Linked DNA regions of Mus musculus: region 1 is linked to region 2. The links are chromatin contacts, called in public ChIA-PET maps. All regions are on one chromosome and are shown on one strand. The core of a region is the stretch at or near the end of the contact, and the rest is flanking DNA. Distances in the headings are between cores, read along the strand shown. Region 1 overlaps Il20rb (interleukin 20 receptor beta). Region 2 overlaps Stag1 (stromal antigen 1).

What was found. ChIA-PET counts read pairs in DNA pulled down with a chosen protein or histone mark.
Region 1: a contact with region 2 is called in an RNA polymerase II ChIA-PET map of memory CD8 T cells, with 81 read pairs. The contact joins two enhancer-like sites. A contact is called at or near these places in 1 of 115 datasets of contacts at active chromatin or transcription factors (memory CD8 T cells) and 2 of 9 other capture datasets (adipose tissue and pancreatic islet).

The regions. Positions count from the first base shown.
Region 1 is chr9:100,456,881-100,461,693 of GRCm38.p6, forward strand. It overlaps Il20rb (interleukin 20 receptor beta), which reads right to left. Exons shown (of 7, transcript NM_001033543.3): 6 at 4,510-4,652; 7 at 839-2,361. The coding sequence ends at 2,245. Among named protein-coding and RNA genes, the nearest start is that of Gm28166, 9.3 kb to the left of the region's middle. Within about 2 kb of position 1,266, at least 38 of the 459 cell types and tissues checked have an H3K27ac peak or open chromatin away from gene starts, as enhancers often do. A contact at or near this core is called in memory CD8 T cells, where this site is marked.
Region 2 is chr9:100,683,521-100,687,995 of GRCm38.p6, forward strand. All of the region lies in intron 1 of Stag1 (stromal antigen 1), which reads left to right. Among named protein-coding and RNA genes, the nearest start is that of Stag1, 42 kb to the left of the region's middle. Within about 2 kb of position 2,446, at least 50 of the 459 cell types and tissues checked have an H3K27ac peak or open chromatin away from gene starts, as enhancers often do. A contact at or near this core is called in memory CD8 T cells, where this site is marked.

The DNA.
Region 1 (4,813 bases), core at 16-2,515, 230 kb before region 2:
GCCCAAAGTCAGGTTCTTTCAGAATAAAGAGTATTCATTTGCTTCATCTGATAGCTTAGGAAAATAACTTTTTAAAGAACTATCAATAGAAACAGTACAAACACTGAATAAATTTTGTTTTAGACAGCATACCCCTGAGGATTTGTTGCCAAGTTACTGTGACTCAAATCACACATAATCTCTCACACCAGGGGCTACATGGGGACAGAAGTGTGGGTTCCGGTGTTGGTGTTCATTTTCATCTTTAGAGGGCTGTGACCTGCCCTGGGCCAATTTTATTCTCTATCTTTTCACTTTTTCTTAAGGCTTATTATAAACTCTCGGTATACTAATAATTCGCTTACTAGTAATATCGTATTGTTTAATCATCTCCCTATTGTTCATTGAAATCCAAGCTCCATGAAGCGGGACTTTGTTTTGGGATGATGCTAAGTGTTCTGTGAAGGCACAAGTAGAGAATCTGGGTCTGTGGGAAGCAAGGGCCACATCAATTAACATAATCAAGACAATCCCCCACAGACCTGAGCTCAGGCCAACCCGATCTAGACAGTCCCTCACTCAGAATCTTCCTGCCTGATTCTAGATAGCATCAAGCTGACAATTAGAACTGTTACACAGACAGAGAGAGGAAAGAGGGTTCTAAGAGAGTAAACCAGCTCTGAGGAGGTAGCTATCCCCCCATCAGGAGCAGGCTCTGTTTCTGATGTTCGGGTGGGGTCCAATATCCACATGTTGGGAACCTTAAGAGACAACAGAATAATTGAGAGAGGTCTTTATGTAGCTACAGAGGCCAGCAAAACCAGGGAGCATCCCATGAGAAACTGTAACAGAGGAAGGCTCGGGGTAATTCTTTATTCTGAGCTTAGGTAACAGAGGAATGAAGTCCCTGGGGTGAGGGAGCAGAGAAGAGAGGGGAGAAAAGATGAAGGTTAATGTAAGTATGCAATTTTTAATTCTGTAAACAGCACATTTCCAGACCAGTTGAAATATAACATTTAACACACGCTTCACAAAAGAGTCAAGGCAGAAATATACAGAACAGGACAAAGGCAGGGAGCCTCAGCCCACACCCCTACATATCTGCCCACACCCCTACATATCTCTCCTGGAGTCCCCAAAGTAGAGATGAGGCCGTTGGCATCTGTGCTGAAGACGGACTGGAAGCACCTGGTTGAAACCGTTACACTGTCTCTACCCTTGTCTGGCTGGTGAAGCCCAGGAAGTTGGGGCAGAGACAAGCCAGCTCCAGGTTCCAGAGGGGGAGGTGGTGGTGAGCCTGACTCTGCAGAGAGAGATGAAGCCACCTCCTTTCATCCTCCTCTGACTGAAGCTGTCCTCCACCCCTCCCTCGCTGCCTGGAGGTAGTGATGGTTATGCCTCTAGTCAGGGGTTCCTGATGAGTACCTGAGAGCGACTGAGAAACCCTGAGTGAATTGTCCTTAGGAAGAGAGCTGGTGTGATTTACTGTGGACAAGGTCCTAGGATCTGATGACATTTCATGAACCCACAGCAGCATCCGCGCATGTCCCATCATGGACGGGCTACGGCCTCTCTCGATGTCACCCTCAGCAGAGCGTGCTGACAGGATTTGGCTTGAAGTGAAACAGCCCTCCCATTCTTCCGTCCCTCCTCGGGTTTCCTCTTGTAAAGAGGGAAGTCCAAACCAACAGTGGTCTGAGTTTGATTTGACAAAAGGAGGTTTATTACTCTTGGTTGTTCGGTTGTTTACTTCAGATGGGGTTTCACCGTGTCGTCTAGGCTGTGATTTTCTCTCCCGCTCCTCCAAAGTGCTGAGATTTTGCACCCGGCTGAGTACTCTGATCATTCTTAGCACACGCGTATGCCCCACAGTCCGCATGATCTGAACTCACCGTTGTGCACAGTGCCACCAGTCTCCTTGCCAACCTGCAAGTGCGAGTTTGTATACACACAGAGATGAGGGGAGAAACCATTTAATCCCCACTACAGGTGACAAAGCGGGGGTCCGAGGTATGAAGCCATTTTCTCCACTGTTTTTCAGTGAGCGTATGGTAACTGTGTGTCTGGGGATCACCTCTCTAGACTATTTCTGTCACTCTTGGATGGTCACGCCACTCTGCCTCTGACGGTCACTGCTAGACGTGCACACAGTAGGCTCCTGTTACTTCTCTTTGTCTTTTGTCCACAGAGGAAAACAGAAACACAACCCACCCCATCCAGGGTTCTGGGTCCTGCAGACCAGGCTGTTAATCCATCAGGTCCTTCTCAAGTCTGTGAGATCCAGACCCCAAAGAGATGCTCCGAGGACAGCACAGCCACAGCACAGGCGTCCACCTCCTCCTTCCTGCAGCTGATCAGCTTCTGAGACGAACTGGTTATTTTCTAAAAAATCATTTTCATAAAAATTATTCATTAGACATTGCTTGAGTGGTGGTAGCAACAAAGACTATTGTATAAATCCCTACTATTTAACTTCCTTTTCAAGCACATGTGTGCACTTTCATGAATGTGTGCATATGTGTATATGCATGTGTGCACGTGTGTGTGTCATGTGTATGTGCATGTATGTGTTCATGTGTGCATGTGTGCTTGTGTGTGTTTCTGTGTTTTCACATGTGTAGGTGGATACATGTGCTCTTATGTTCAGGCCCTAGATGGCATTCTAAGTTTTCCTTGATCCCTTGTTCAGCATTTATATAGGTTCTGGGGACCCTAACTCTGATCTTCACATTAGGGGCCTGTCTACAAAAGGCACTTTAAACTTGAACACAGAAGTTTATAAAGGATATACCATATAAGCAACAAACAAAAAGAATTGAATATTATCAAAAATAAAAAGAAACCCATCATAATGCTGAAAGGTTTAGTTAAGAAGATCCAGCAATCAGAAATGTGTACACACTCAAATGCATGAAAATTTTCTGAGTGTGGTGGCACACGCCGTTAATCTCAGCACTTGGGAGGCAGAGGCAGGCAGATTTCTGAGTTCGAGGCCAGCCTGGTCTACAAAGTGAGTTCCAGGACAACCAGAGCTACATAGTGAGACCCTATCTCGAAAAATAAAAAAGCAAAAGTGCATGGAAAGTTGACGAACAGGAAGAAACCGAGGTAGCTACACTCATAGATAGATTCGTTATCGTGTTCTCGCAATCAAGTAGCAGACAGAAGTCGGGGCAAACTCAGTGATCTGAATCAACCCATGAGCGTCCTCACAAGAGCCCTGGTGCTCGGCTCTGCTACTGCTACTGCCTGCTAACACTGTTATGACTACTTGGAAATGACCGAGACAGGAGAGCTGGGTGGAGGGCAACCTGAAGACCTGGTTAAAGGGGGAGTTATTCCTCTTGTCAGGTCTCTTGTAGAGACCTAAAAGCAAGCCACACAAGAGCAGCTTCATAGAAACTGCAGGCTGTTAAGGAGCCCCGACAGTGTGTGGACGACAGCCACAGCTGGTTCTGATGCACTGGAGCAACTGACTGCCCACAAGACAGCACTGTGACACCTTTCAGGTGACAGGGATGGGTGTGTGGGTGTGTGGGTGTGTGTGTGTGTGTGCGCGCGCACGCAGTGCTTCCTGTTTGTTCTTTCTTTCTTTGATTATACTGCTTGGTGTGGTTGAGATCTAGGAGGCCTCTGAAGAGCCACCGGTGGAACATGTGTGAGCGGCTGAGGCCAGCCTTTACTCTTCCCCGGCCAGGGTGCAGGCACACAGGGCCTGCCTACACCTACCCAGAGGCTCAGAGACATGCTCCATGAGCATCCTGGGCTTGTGGGTCCCTGGAAGGACAGCTCTTTGAGCAGTCACTGTGAAGGTCCAGACTGTCGCCCTGGCCTGCTCCATGCCTGTCCAAGGCAAAGCACAGTTCATGCCACACGATCTTCAAACCTGAGAATCGTGAGACTCTTTGCATGCGTGACTCTTGAAACCGTAGGCACCCTGGGCTGAACAACACAGCCAGCCACCCTTTTGGTATTGCTAGATCTGGAGGGCGGGGGAACAGCAAAATGGCCTGCCAGAGCCTCGGGATGCTTACTATACTCTGGAAAAGGGAGAACTCACCCAGACCTTCTGATCAGGAGCTATTGCGACCTGAGCGTTTCCTCAAAAACCACATGTTGGAAACAAAAGCCCAGCGCAATGGGGCTGGGGTAGGAACTGTGGGAGGTAATGTAAAGGCTCAACTACATAAATGTAAACTATAAGGCCTTAAGGCTACCAGTGTGAAATTTTGTTCTATCACATTTAGCCATGTTGTAAGAGCAAGAAGACCTTTACCCATAAGCCCCTTCTGTCTTCATTCCACCATCACCATCCCCAGCCTCCAGAAGCCACTGAACTTCTATTCTCTATAGATGACCTAGTCTGTGGTATTTTATTACAGCATCACAGACTAAGACAAGTGAAGTCCCAATGATGCTTGCTCCAGTCTCTGCATATCTTCATAAACCATGAAAAACATGTCTATGCCCCACTAAGGCCCATGATGCATCTGGCCAGCATCACACTGACAGGTACAGGAATGTTCTTACCAAGGTGTCTGGGAGGACAACGGCGGGGCAGCAAGAATACCGGAGCAGCTGGCCCATCTTCCAGACGGAGAGTAGTACAACCACGAGAATCAGCATGAAGCCAACAAACGCAAACAGAGCTAGTGCCAGCGGAAGAGACTCTCCTATGGACAAATCATAAGAGAAGGCTTGGGAACTGCAGGGAAGGGGAGCCCCAGTCCCGCACCCACCTCCGAGAGTTTCTTAGAGCTGCACTCAGGTCAAGCTGGCAGGTGACACACCCTGCGACTTGGTGTGTCCTCCAATGGCTACAACTACCACCATT
Region 2 (4,475 bases), core at 1,196-3,695:
GTAGTTTTTATGTAGTCTTTATAGATAAAGTAGTTTCTCCTTTTTGGGGGATTTGTGTTTAGTGTTTGTTTTTTGTTTTGTTTGTTTGTTTGTTTTACCTTTGTGTAAAACTAAATAGTATCTTGCTCTTTCAAAACCAGGCTAGGAAATTGGCATACTAACCAAGTCAGCCAAAGGAAGAAAGGAAAGTATGATATAGAGCAGTGGTTGTTAGTTTGCTAGGGTTAGGTTATAGATTGGAAGCCATGCTTATTTATTCGCAGAAGCTTCATGGATAGTAGCTAAGGATAAAGAATATAGAGTCAGGCTGACTTTGAACAACTAAGTGAGATATTAGGTAAGTTTCTTTTCTGTTCCCCAGTTTTGCCACCAATAGAATGGAGATGGTAGTGTGTATACTTACGCCATTGGGATATGCCAATTAATGTGTGTAATTTGGTAGGAATCAAAAGATAATAGTATTAATACTGTTTTAGGTTTTGAGTTCAGTGTTTTCTCATATCCCAAATTTATGTAAATTCAGGGTATAGAAAGATGAAATAGAAGGGAAGTTTTTATACTGAGAGACCCCTCTCCCCACCACTATTTTTCACAATTTAGAGTCATAATATCCTTTGAGACAGGAATTTTCAAGGACATTAATACACAGTTCATTAATATACTTCAGTAAATGGGCCTTTTCAGGTTGTTATAAGATGCTAGGAACCAAACTAGGCTTTTCTATAGTAGCTTATTGCTAGATTTCTTTTTTAACAGTTACTTATATAAAAGTTTCTTATTATGGGTGCTTTCTGGATCTGTCTGATGTATAAATAATGACATGAGACTTCTGTTATAGTTCATAGCTTAGGCTTTTTGTTGGGGCTGTCTTCCAGATGCCATTTTAACTTTGCCCAACTCTTCTAGCCTATGACCCACCATGTAGTATCTCTCTGCTCCTGAGTGGTCTGTGTCTGTCTCCTCCATGTTCTCCTCTGAATTTCAGTTTACTTTATTCTGACTTGAACGATTCTCTAATTTCTGTTGTATCAATTACAACCTAGCATTCCATCTCTCTGTCCTCTTACTGGAAGTTCTGCCCTTCTCCTTCTTGACCCAGCTATTGGCTGTTAATTCTTTATTACAACCAGTCAGTAGTGAGACAACCTCCGATACATTCCTAGATTGCCTGTATGCATGTGAGGATGGACTAATGTTAACAAAATAGAGAACTGGCTATTGTCCATAGAAATGACAGTGATGAGAATCTTGCCAGCACTGAGCTCTTTGATGATACTGAACGAACAATTAAAAATAGAGACACACAACAATTTGAGGAAGGTCACTCCAACAGTTTCTCTTTGTCATCTTCATTATATTCCCTTCCTAAACTTCTGTTTTAGTAACTACAGTAGTCTCTAGCTGTTAATCCATTCTTTGAAGTTTTTGAAAATTTAAAGTTATAGTAATTATATGTAAATAGAATCTTCTGTCACATTTAAGTTTCTGGAGCTTGTTAATAAAAAGTTCTTTATCTAAATTATCCTGTTGGGAGTACCTCCCCTAACATGGTGAGCAATACCATGAATTTATGCATTCTGTTTACTTGAACTATAGAAAAATTGCTTTTTGAGGCTGTTTTTTGTTTTGTTTTGTTTTGGTTTTTCGAGACAGGGTCAGGCTGGCCTCGAACTCAGAAATCTGACTGCCTCTGCCTCCCAGGCGCTGGGATTAAAGGCGTGTGCTACCACGCCCGGCTGAGGCTAAGTTTTTAAATTGTGGACATTCACAAACTATTTCGTTGGCACTGTTTTGCAAAGAACAGGTTATGTTTTGGATGTTTCATATCCCCAGCATTGCAAAAATTATTCAAAGAATAAAGTTTTTTGTTACAGAGTTGAATAGTGACTGCTGATAAATCCTAGCTAGCTGTACGTCTTTTTTAAAAATCAGGAATCTATGGGAAGTGATCTCAATTATCAGTGAATTACAAAAATATTTCTTTTAAATAGTCCAATGTCTTGTGGTGTTCACATTGACCAAATATTGAAAAACATTTTGGTAAACCACATTTAGGCCAACTTTCTCATTAATATGGCTTCATGACAGTTTGACAGTATATTGTGGCATATGTTCATTCATTATCCTTGATGTTTCATTTGCTAAAAATAGTCCTAAAAATTCCTTAAAGCAGTTTTGTTCTTTAAAAAGCATAGTGTTCAACTGTCACATCTTATTAATTATAGGCTTCATTTTGAAAAATAAATCACAATAGAATTTTAGGTCAAGTGTATCAAATGTCCCTTTTGTTAAGAGATTGTTGCCTTTTTAAGGTAGTTTCTCTTTCATTTGGATAATGTGCTGTGTTGAGCTTTGGTTGTTAATTGATAGATGTGGTATCCTCTCTGTGAGAGCTTTTAAAATGCATAACACGTATTTCAGAAAGCAGCTGTTGCTATGGCAACTCTCGGGGTCACTTGCAGCTCAGCTTACATGATTGGCTGTTAATGGAGCCTAATATGCTTGAGAAGAGAATTGAGCAAATGAAAGAGGGTTTGAAGGAATCCTCTTAAACCACTTGAAGTTTAACAAAATAGCACTCAAAAATTTAACACTTATATTACTGTTACTCAGTTTTATATGAGTGATTTTATGAGTAATGACAAGTTCTGAAAAATAATTTTTATAAACTCTTAAGAATGTTGGAATCTTGTTACTATTTTCCCTCACATACTGTTGTTTAAAGAAACACAGCTGTCAGTCATGTTCTGCGCTCTACACTCAAACCTCTGAGAAGTTAATTGAATTGAGGCATGAGAAGGTTGTTAATTGTATGGGGCCAGAACAAGTAGTAAAACCAGGAATAGTGTCTACATTTAGTGTAGTTATGTGAATTAGGTTAGAGTCACTTTTTATTCAGATTCTTAAGATAGTTCCATGAATACCTGCCTCTCTTATGGGAGTGTTTGAATGGTATAGGAAGAGATGGTGCAGTGTACTTTGAATTTTGAGGTTGATACAGTAAACACAATTAAGCATAAGAATTTCTAGAAATTCTGTCAAGCTGGCTCAGTGGGCAAAGGCTCTTGCCACCAAAACTGATAACCTGAATTCAACCTCTGAGACCACCATGGTGGAGGAATAGTCCTTATTCCTACAAGTTGTTCTGTAACCCCCTCCAAGTGCATCATGGCATGGAGTGTGTGCACTTGTATCCCCCGCCCCCAGATGTAGTGAACAGTTTAAAAAGAACTGGCATAATGAAAATGAATCATGTAGAATGGCACCAGTAATGTCAACCTTGTTAAATGACAGTTTTCATCTGTGTCCACCTACTATCACTTCTATAACTACGGTATTAATAATAGAGTGTCTTGCCGGGGGGTGGTGGCGGCGCACACCTTTAGTCCAAGCACTTGGGAGGCAGAGGTAGGCGGATTTCTGAGTTCAAGGCCAGCCTGGTCAACAAAGTGAGTTTCAGGACAGCCAGGGTGTCTTCATTTTAGCTATTAGATAATAGTATATGTAATTAAAATTAGGTTGTTATTCAGGTGATGTTTGGAGAATAATAACATCTCTTCAGAAATTATTTTATTTTGTAAAAGTGACTTGGTTGTCTAGGGCAGAAGGTATTGGAAATAGAACTAAAATATGGGACTTATTATATCTGTTTCTACCTCTAGAGCTTTAAAAAATTGATTATACATATAGACCAAGACATTGAGAGACAGAGTCAGGAGGATTGTGAGCTTGAGGCAAGTCTGAGCTACATAACAAGACCCTGGGCTTGGGAATGTAATGTGCTCAGTGGTAGTATATGTCTAAAATGAACAAGACCTTGTGGCTTCCCCAGCATAAAAAACAAACAAAAGATTATGGTGTAGTGCTTAAACCGATGCACCAGATTTTACTCTGCTGGTATATTTTGTTATTTGATTTTTGACTTTGTTGTCAGAAATAGCAATAATTACCTTTGATTTATTAAAGAGATATTTAGAAATTTTTAATCATTTTGTTTTTAAATGGTACTGTTCAAGTGATTAAGTGATTCTACATCCTGTTCTACTGAGACAATAATAGAAGTACTAGATTATGTTGTTACCTGGTAAAATTAACAGTTCTCTTTGATATTAGGAAAAATAAAGTTCAAGAAGTTAACATTAGTCTTAGAGTGCTACTATTAGTAACATTTTAAAAAAGCTTATTCTCTCTCTATAGGAGTATACATAGAGTAGATCATTCTTTATATGTGCACTTACAATTTTCCCTCTATAGGCATTTCAACTTTAATTTTTCATGAACATTCTTTGACTTAATTTAGGTTTCTTTTTAGTATACAAAGTAACAGTCTTTTAAAAAGATTTATTTATAATTAAGTAATTAATTTGTTTTCCAAGACAGGGTTTATTTGTGCAATCTTGACTGTCCTGGAACTCACACTGTAGACCAGGTTGGCCTTGAACTCAGATCTACCTTTCTCTAGGATTAAAGGCATG